Regions from separate parts of the Mus musculus genome. Here region 1 is linked to region 2. A link is a contact called in public promoter capture Hi-C data. All regions are on one chromosome and are shown on one strand. The core of a region is the stretch at or near the end of the contact, and the rest is flanking DNA. Distances in the headings are between cores, read along the strand shown.

Region 1 (4,354 bases), core at 1,795-4,294, 220 kb after region 2:
TCTGAAATCTTTGGACACAAGATTATGGTGGGGAGGGGTCATCTTCTTCATTGAGACTTTAATCTCTTTCCAAGCATCAGGATTTCACAGGGATTTGTGCCCCTGTGCTTTCCTTAGTGACTTCTTAGAAAGCTGTAGTTGTTCCCAAAGTGGGAAACCACAAGATGATGTGCTCACAGGTCACTGATACTGTTTTCATGTAGGTATGGACAGAAAGTGCTGAGAAAAGTCAGTTAGAAACAGGAACTAACACACAATGGATTGTCACAAAATAATTTTTATGCAGTATGGCAAAAGAGAACACTACCTAAGAAGTCTAAAAACTCAGTTCTTACTTTGGTCCATTTCTATAAATTGTAAAAACAAAGCAAAATAGAGATTTATTTCCCAAACTCTATATGGCTGTGGAAACTGAATATAAGTAGTTTCCATCCCAGATTAGTTGTAATCTTAAATACTGTACAGTTAACAATGTACACATTTTACCTTTTGAAAATACTGCGGACATCTAAGACACAAGAGCAGACACAAGAGCAGATAGGAGCTAACGATTAGCAAACATTTCCTGGTAAACACAAATCATTTCAGCGGAAAAGATACAAATCCATAGGTTTCAGGATATCCAAGCATTTTCATTTTCAAAGTGCAAAGTTATAACATATGCATAGGATGGACTATATATAATTTTGAAATATATATATAAACTTTTCCATGGTCTTCATGAGAGCCACTCCCGCCTCCCCAGAAATGTCTACTGTTTACAATGTTAAGGAGTCTCCACCACTTTGCCTGTAAGTTTCAACCAGAAGTCCTCAGTGTACCTGAAGCCAAACTGAGCATTAGGTATTTTACAAAATGGCTGTAAACCCCCATTATGGGCATACATGGCTCTTTGATCTCACTGCACAGAATTCATAAGTGTTCAATAATGCTATACCATTACACCACACACCTTCAACTTTTTCCATTTTTCCACAATTCTTTCCAAAATCAGCTTCCAGAGCAAAGCAATGTAACATGAAAAGTTTCTGGGAGGGCTTGTTACATAAAAGAACAGCGTGGATGAAAACTAAGCCACACACACATCCATCTTCTGCTGGGCTTGTTTATCCCTCCTCTCCCTCCATCACTCCTAAACGGGGGGTGCACTTGAGTAATGGAAAGAGAAGGCTCTTCCATCACCACACACTTCCAGCACCTCTGACTTTGGTCCTCTGTAAGTCTGCATAGGTGATGAAAACCCTAAGAAAAGAGAAGCTGTCCCTTTAAAATGCCCTGCTCTGTCCCAGATCCCACGTGGAACCAACATCAGCAGCACTTTCCCACTAACATCAATGTGATGCAAGAGGCACCATCCTTTTATATACATAAAACCAGAAAACTTCAGTCCAACATTCCTTAGTGAGGGCGAACAGGTGAAGCAAACGAGCCAGGAAGGGAGAAACCAAACAACTCCCCACCCCTCCCCAGAAGGTTCGCCAGTCTTGCCCTCCAGTCTCTCTGGGCAACAGCACCTTTCCACCCCTCCTCTGGAGAGCCCAGCTTAAAGAAAGGAGGGAGCCACTAACAAAACCCGAGGCATAAATGCGACGAAAATGCAATCTAAAGCCGGAAAGGTTTATTCTTCCAATCACACATATTAACTCTATTAAGAAAATGGCATCACTTTTTTTCCTACCCCAAAAAGCAACCTCCTCACAGATCATTAAAAGGGAGTTATAAAATAGCAAATATAGTGTTTATCTTATCTCAGATCAGTCCACATTACCAATAAGTTTAGTAGTTTCTGCACTACCACCTCCCCCTCCCTCCCCCTGCTTCTCTTGCATTGGATTTTCACGTTTTCTCATTGTCGGTGGAGTTATAAAAGGCTTTTGCCCTTCGAAAGTTTTAAAAAATAAATAAATATTAACTCCTTGGTCCCTGCAAAGTCCAAATGGACTTCAGGGGAAAGGCGGTTCACACTTTTACCTTTGGCGAGAAAGGGGGGCGCATCCCGGATTTTTAGGGATTTTTTGCGATTTTTTAACAATTTTTATTTGGTTATATGCCTGAGTTCTCCCTCCATTTTGGTTGTTTATGATACTGACAACAAGCTGTCCCTGCTCCGTCCCGATCTCCTGCTTTCATTTAGCACCCCCTCCCCCTACGCCCCCGTCGCCACCCGGCTGGGTCCGGCGCCCCGCGGACCCCGCACCCCGACTCGGCTCTCCCACCTGGGCAGGAGGGCAAAAACAAATGCATTTCTCCAGAAAAGAAAAACCTCTTCGGAAAAGGGGGCAAAGTTACCCCAAGTCACTCCCAGTACCCCCCAAATATTGCCGACCGCGGGTCTCCGCCAGGCCCTCTGGGAAGCGACCTTCCCCCGGGATGTTTTGGTGGAAAACGCGGAGAGTTTCCTCTCAAAACCGAATTTATATTAATTTTTCCCTTATTTTTCGGGTCTCTAATGTCTTCCGCTCTCTCTGCTGCCGCTGCCGCTGTCACAATATTCACAGCACCAGAGAGGAGGAGGAGGAGGAGGAGGAAAACTTTTCAAACTTTCCAGACCCTGAATAAAAGGGTTTTTTTTTTCCCACCGACCTCACCTTCGGGTCCCCAGTCGCGTCGCCCCCTGCCCTGTCAGCAGCGACCTCGGGAGTCCTTGCAGCCCCGCCGCACGATTTTATTTGATTTTTTATTATTATTTTTCTCTCTGGGGTCCTGAGCAGGGGCTGGGAGTAGCACAAACTTTTCCTCCTCCTGCCGCCGCCGCGGCTCCTCTGCCCCCTCGGCTAGTCCCATAATTTAAATAACCCTGATATTCCTCCCGCTAAACGCCTCCCCGCCGCCCCGGACCCCCGGAGAACTCACCGCGGAGCTTTAACATCCTCCCTCCGGCCCGTCCGCCGCCTTTACACCGCCCGCGGAATTTCTAATAATTTTTTTCTCATATTTCGGGCTGGACGCGGCGGGCCTGGAAATTGTTTCCTTACGCCTCTTTCCAGCAGCCATTGTAGTGTATGCGCTGCCCCTGCAGCTCAACTTGCAGCTGCCGCCGCCGCCGCCGCCGCCGCCGCAGCCGCCGACGTCGCGCCCACCGCCGCCTCCTACCCCCCCCCACCCCCCCCCCCGCCCGCTCGGCCGCCGCCCCCGCCCCCGCCCCGCGCCCGCCCGCCGGCCCGCCCTGGCCCCCGCCCGCCGAGGTGCCCGCCCTCCTCACGCTCCGCCCAGGGCCTGGCCAGTCCGAGCGGCCGCCGCCGGGTCCAGATGAGCTCATTGGTTGACGTGGCTGCCCATCAGGCCGAAGTGGTAAGAGCGATGCTGAAGGGCGGGGGGCGCGGTGGGGCGGGGAGAAGGCGGGGTCTCACGCCGTCCCACCCGCTCCTCCTGCTTGAGCCCTCCTCCCGCTGCCCGGGGGCGGAGCGAACTGAGCCCGCCCCAACCTCACAGAGTTCCGCGCGCCTGTCAATCTGGCAGCGGCGTGCGTGGATTGGACAAGCTGGAACGGGGGGCGCGGGGGCAGCACGTTGGGGTGCGCGCTACTTAAGGTCCTGCTGCGTGAGCCACTGACGTGTTTGGAACTGCAGCCGGCCCGGGTGCTGGCTGAGTGGTGGCCTGTGGTGAGTGGTCTCCGGCCCCTCCCTCCCTGGACAGCAGGCCCGGGACAGCACTGCGCCGAGGGCAGACCCTAGTTCGTGGCGCCAAACCCTCCGCGGCGCGGCATGCTCCTGCCGCTACTCACGCCACGCGATTCGTCCGGCCGGGGCAGCGGAAGGTGACCCCATGCAGGTCTGGGCACCCCGGATTGTGTCACTCCCCTCCTTGCCCTCCCCAGGTCCCCGCTCTACGCCGCCCCCTTCCTTCCCAGCCCCTTTTGTGGTGTTTACCTGTGCCCGCCCTCCACCGTCCGATTCTGCGGCGCGGCACCTCGGAAGGCGGTGCGGTCCGGGAGTTACATTCTTGGAGATTCGTCTCCGACCTCTCAGATCCCTGTGATGTGTACTTTGACATTTTGTCCCTGGTACTCTGTACCCAGGTTTATGGTGTGCTGTATTTCTGTTTCCGGATTTAACACTCACAGACCAGACTCTGAGAAGCCTGGGGGGCCTGGACTTGTTCAGTAACGTGCCCTTCCCCCACTGCGGATCAAAGCTGCGAAGAGTGGGAAATCAGGAACTTTTTTGGTAAGCAGTTTGCCCTTTAGAGTAGATTTTAGCACTATTTCTCAGATGTGCTGTAGGTTTGCAGTCTTCCCTCAGGCTGGTTTTCTTTCTGAATGTCATCTTGGAAGTAGTACAGTGTTGTAACAGTTGTTCACTCCTGCACCTTCAAAAAGTAAACAGATAAGGCCTCTTTAGCAGGGCACTCCATC
Region 2 (4,730 bases), core at 1,664-4,163:
CACAAAGGGGAAGGGTGGACAACAGGCAACTATGAGTTCTCTAAAGAATTAATCCTTTTGGGCTTAATCATTAGGCAAATTTAGCTTCCTGGTTTCAAAGAGAGAAAACATACCCACACAAAAAAAAGAAAAACTGGAGCCCCTGGGAACAAGTAGCTTCCTCCTCTTAGGGCTGCTTGAAAAAGTCCCTTCCTGCTCAGCGTGAGGCATCTGGGGAGTAGGCCAAGAAGCCATGGGGTCCTGGAGAGGGAGGACATGCCCTTGGGGGTGAGAAGCTGAACACACTGGCTGAGGTGGCAGGCTTGGAAGACTGAGGGCTGAGAGGCAGCTTTGTTCATTCCACATTCACAGGAGAAAAGGGACGGCTCTGGGGCTGGGCCTCCTGTCTCCCCTGCTTCTTGATGCTGAGGGGACAAAGTAGAAGTCTATTTTTTTTCACTTCCCCGTGGATAGAATCAAGAAGAAATGTGAAAGCCAATTGATAAAGAACAATCTGTAAACATGAAATGTTTTCCTGCCAAGTGTTTGAGCATGGGCTGTAAACATAGGGACAGGGACACCATGCAGCAATAGAGTCACCTAGAGACAGTGTGAGCCAAAGAGCTGAAGTTTCAACCACGCAGTTTCAGGAAGAGGAACTGAGGGTAGACTGGGAACATATTCTGAATCATTAAGTGCTGGGATTGTCAAAGTGCTGCAGTTGTTAGTAGCATTTTCTTTCTTCAGGCATGAAATATCTCATTTCTAGACACTTTAATATGCGTGTAATTGACAATAAAACTATTAGCGTGTTTTTGTTGTTCTTGAAAAATCATTTTATTATTTGATGTATTTGGATGTTTTCCCTTCATGCATATGCCTGTACATGTGTGCCTGGTGCCCTCGGAGGCCATAAGAGGGCGTCAGATACCTGGAATTGCAGTTACAGATGGTGGTGAGCTTCCATATGGGTGCTGGGAATTGAACCCTGGTCTTTTGGGAGAGAAGCCAGTGTTCTTAACCACCAGGCCATCTCTCCAACTCCAGTATATGGTGATTGTACAAGACAGTAGATTTCACTATGAGAGAATGTTCCCATCATGCATATTCTTTCCCTTGCTGTCTGTCCGCTCCTTCTTTCCTGACCCTACACCAACTGCTTCCGCTTTCCAACGCCCTTAGCATGTTACATTTAATGATTTTGTTTGTTCAAAAAGTCACCGGAGCCTCTCTTCCGTCAAGTGTGATTAAGTCACTCTACTCTGGCTTTCTTTGCTGTAGGGGACAGGGAAGGAAGCTGGGACACAACCATTGTTTACCTGCCATTTAAGAAGCATTTAGCATCTGGTATTTTACTTAGTTCTCACAATAGCCTTGGAAAGAGTGGAATTATCTGAATTCACAGATGAAGTAAATACCATTACATTAAGAAACTTTTCTGGTGTTTATGTGTCTACTAACAAATGAAAGTTCCAGGTGGGACCTGATTTCCCCATACTATGGCCTTTTTCTGCTTTACAGCAGGAAAATGGTTGTTTTAAAGCAAGAGTCTTTTAGCCAAAATCCTTCGAGTTTTTCCCGATTCTTAATGAAGTAGGGTGGGGTTTGGCTCAGTGTTTGGTGTAGCTATACCTAAAAGTAAAATAACTTTGGGAATTAACATTTATTGATAATTTATTATAAACCAAAAAAATATGGCCATAAAAGTATGGGTTCTACTTATAAGCTTTTTATAAACCACGAAACATAGTTCATAGAATTTCTGAGTCTGCTTTGATTCAGTAAATGGTGCTTGGCCACTGCCTTGGTGACAGGTAGCCGTTGTGGTGGTGCAGGCTGCACGGTCTCCTTTCTCTGTTTAAGGTACCTGCAAGGAGCATGGAAGCAGACAATTGTTTGCCCAGAGACCTAGAAACTAGTGATTTTGTTTGTGTCAGAGTTCAAGATGCCTCTCTTCACTTAAGTATGATGATGTCACAGAGGTGACAGAGGTGACAGAGGTGAAGTTGCGCCTGCCCTCAGGGTGTGTGCAGTGGGGTTAAGGAATAGTTGCACCTGTTTCCAATACTGAGGGCTCAATGCACACGTAAAGTCACATTGTGAGTTATTAATGTTGGTACTTGTGACTGAGGAGAGAAGAAATACGAGGCAGAGGAATGTGTGAGCTGTGGAAGGCCAGCTGGCCAGGCCTTGCATTTGGTTTGGAGGGCTGGTTAGATTTGCCTACATGGGAAGAGCTTGCTCAAGTAGAGATGAGGAGGCAAGATGACCGCATGTTCATGGGTTGAAATCTCTGCCTCTGACAGAAATTTTCTGCTGGAGCCATGCAGATGATTGACAGTTAGGCTGGAGAGGGGTATTGTCAGACTGTGAGCAGTACGGTGTCTATGTGAGTGTGTACTGCTCACAAAGAAAGGCAGGACTCTTTGATCTAATGAGAGGTGATTGTAAGGACAGTACTGAACACTTACTGCCTATTTATCCTACCAAGTAGCCTTTATTGTACAATAGCTATGCAAGGTTTAGAATGTCCTTCATTGACAATTCAGTACTGTACACTACTGACAGAAAGTGTGGCCTTCATGGACCTACATTTACATGAGAGATAGATTGATGATAAAATAGGTAAATTCTCGGGCTGGCATTAAGGAAGAACAAAGAGAGCTGTGAGCTGGGAGGACACTCGGAAGAGAGCATCACATTTTCAAGCTTGTTTCTCTGTGTGTCCTTTGTATTAAATCGGGAAGGTAATAGATGGGAGGAAGTCTCTGGAGAATTTTAAATGTAAAATAATGTTCCTAGTCATAACCATAGTACAGGGCAGAGGGAAGACCAATGCCACGGGGACCAACTGGTGGGCAACCGCACCTCTACATAGATCCTGTAATCGTTGATATCATGTAGGTCTGCTGGGGGGGAGGGGATCAACGTGGGGAAGAAAATCAAAAATTACCATTTTCTCATGCATGCCTTCCCAGAACTCAGAACCCAAATGTAAATCTCTCACAGAATTGATGGGACCTGAGGGGACTGGATTTGACTAGGAAATGACAACACTGGACAGCTGTGGTTTCCCATGCTGAGTGGACAGTGTGGTGAGGAATTTAATTAAAAATGAAAATTCGGTAGAATTTTGTGATATGCTGTTGAAGTACATACATAAAGTAAATAATGTCGAAGTAGTGTCAGGAGTAGTGTCAAGGCATTTAATTCTAGCACTTGGGATGCAGAGGCCAGTCTGGTCTACAGAGTGACTTCCAGCAAAGCTAGAATGACACAGGTAATCCCTGTCCAGAAAAAAAAAAAAAGAAGTTTTCAAACTTCCAACATACTACAGAGGTACAAAGTATTGTATTTTATTTTAGCGTTGGGATTTTTATTGTAATATTACATGATGTTTGCTTGTGTTTTGTGTTCTTTAAACCTTAAATTTTTCCTTTTAGTTTTATCTTACTGATTTTTACAATGCATTTACTTATGTATTGCTTATGAGCCAGGGCCTTCAGTTTAAGTAGCAGAAGATGACACTGAACTGATCCTCCTGTCTCTACCCCAGGTGCTGGGACCACTGAGCCAATTTTACATTTTATATATATATAAAAAGATATGGTCTGAAACTGAGTGACAGCCTTCCCTAGAGTATTAGTCCCCTGGAAAGCCAGTAGTGTCTCTGTCTGGACTCTGAGCGATGTAGAAAGTGAAGGCAAAATTGCTAAGTGCCAGCCACTGCCTCAGTACTGGCTGGTGGTCACATGCTGTGTGTTCCTAACACCATACTCAAGATGTATAGCCTCTGCCAGCCTCACCCACACAGACTAACCCCTGGCTCCTATTTCTCCCAAGTACTGAGTCACAGCTTCTCTGGCACTCTTGGTTCATGGTCCTCCAACTACAGTTTTTTTTTTTTCTAGTAGTCCTAGAATGGAAGATATTCTGCGAGTAGTGAATCCAAAACTGGAATACATTTTGGATATAAGGACACAATGCTGTTTGAAAAGATGTCATACATTAGAAGGAAGAATCCTATTTCTGTTATATTTTAATAATCACAGTCACTCGCAAATGGGTCAAGTGTATCTTGACATGAAACTTCTCAAACTGTCCTGTTTCTGTTCCATTGATTTGCAGTTGACACTTGCTAGTTTTGAATCACACCAGACACAGCCAACCTGGTTTCACAAAGCTAAGATGTGAGGGAGGGAGGTGTACATAGCTGAGCCAGTGCTGGAACAAGCCTTCACCATGGCATATCCCCTGAAAGCTTGAGGTCCCCTAGAGCATTCTGTCACTTGGTGCCCTGAGGTGGCTTGACCCCCAAGAGCCATCCTTTTATATCATCTCTTCTTGGCCTCATTTTTAAGAGGAACAGCTCTGAATCTGCACTGGCTTTTGCTTCTTATTTCTCATTTTAAACTCCTGGGGTCTGTTAAAGTCTCTCCAGGACACTTCATTGTCCTGCAATGTATCGTTTAGCCAGTTAGTAAAGTGTCTTATTTGTTAAGCTTTGAGAATCTTGGGCCAGGTTCATGTGGAGTTAACCTTTAATCTCTGTGAGTTTGAGACCAGGGTTTTTTGAGACAGAGTTGGCTATCCTGGACTCATTTTGTAGACTAGGTTGACTCATTTTGTACACTAAGCTGGTCTTGAACTCACAGAGGTCCACCTGCTTCTGCCTCCTGAGTGCTGTGATTAAAGGCATGTGCCACGCCACACCTAGCATAACCATGTTTTTACAGGAGTAAAACATTGTA

The links. Promoter capture Hi-C pulls out the DNA fragments that hold promoters and counts their contacts.
Region 1: a promoter capture Hi-C map of pre-B cells shows a contact between it and region 2. The contact joins the promoter of Plag1 here to the promoter of 6330407A03Rik in region 2. A contact is called at or near these places in 1 of 39 promoter capture datasets (pre-B cells) and 1 of 9 other capture datasets (pancreatic islet).

Annotation. Positions count from the first base shown.
Region 1 is chr4:3,935,361-3,939,714 of GRCm38.p6, forward strand. Plag1 (pleiomorphic adenoma gene 1) reads right to left here and starts at 3,045. Exons shown (of 6, transcript NM_019969.3): 1 at 2,854-3,045. It overlaps Chchd7 (coiled-coil-helix-coiled-coil-helix domain containing 7), which reads left to right and starts at 3,528. Exons shown (of 5, transcript NM_181391.4): 1 at 3,528-3,771; 2 at 4,019-4,166.
Region 2 is chr4:3,712,051-3,716,780 of GRCm38.p6, forward strand. It overlaps 6330407A03Rik (RIKEN cDNA 6330407A03 gene), which reads left to right and starts at 2,914. Exons shown (of 1, transcript NR_028126.1): 1 at 2,914-4,730. All of the region lies in intron 1 of Lyn (LYN proto-oncogene, Src family tyrosine kinase), which reads left to right.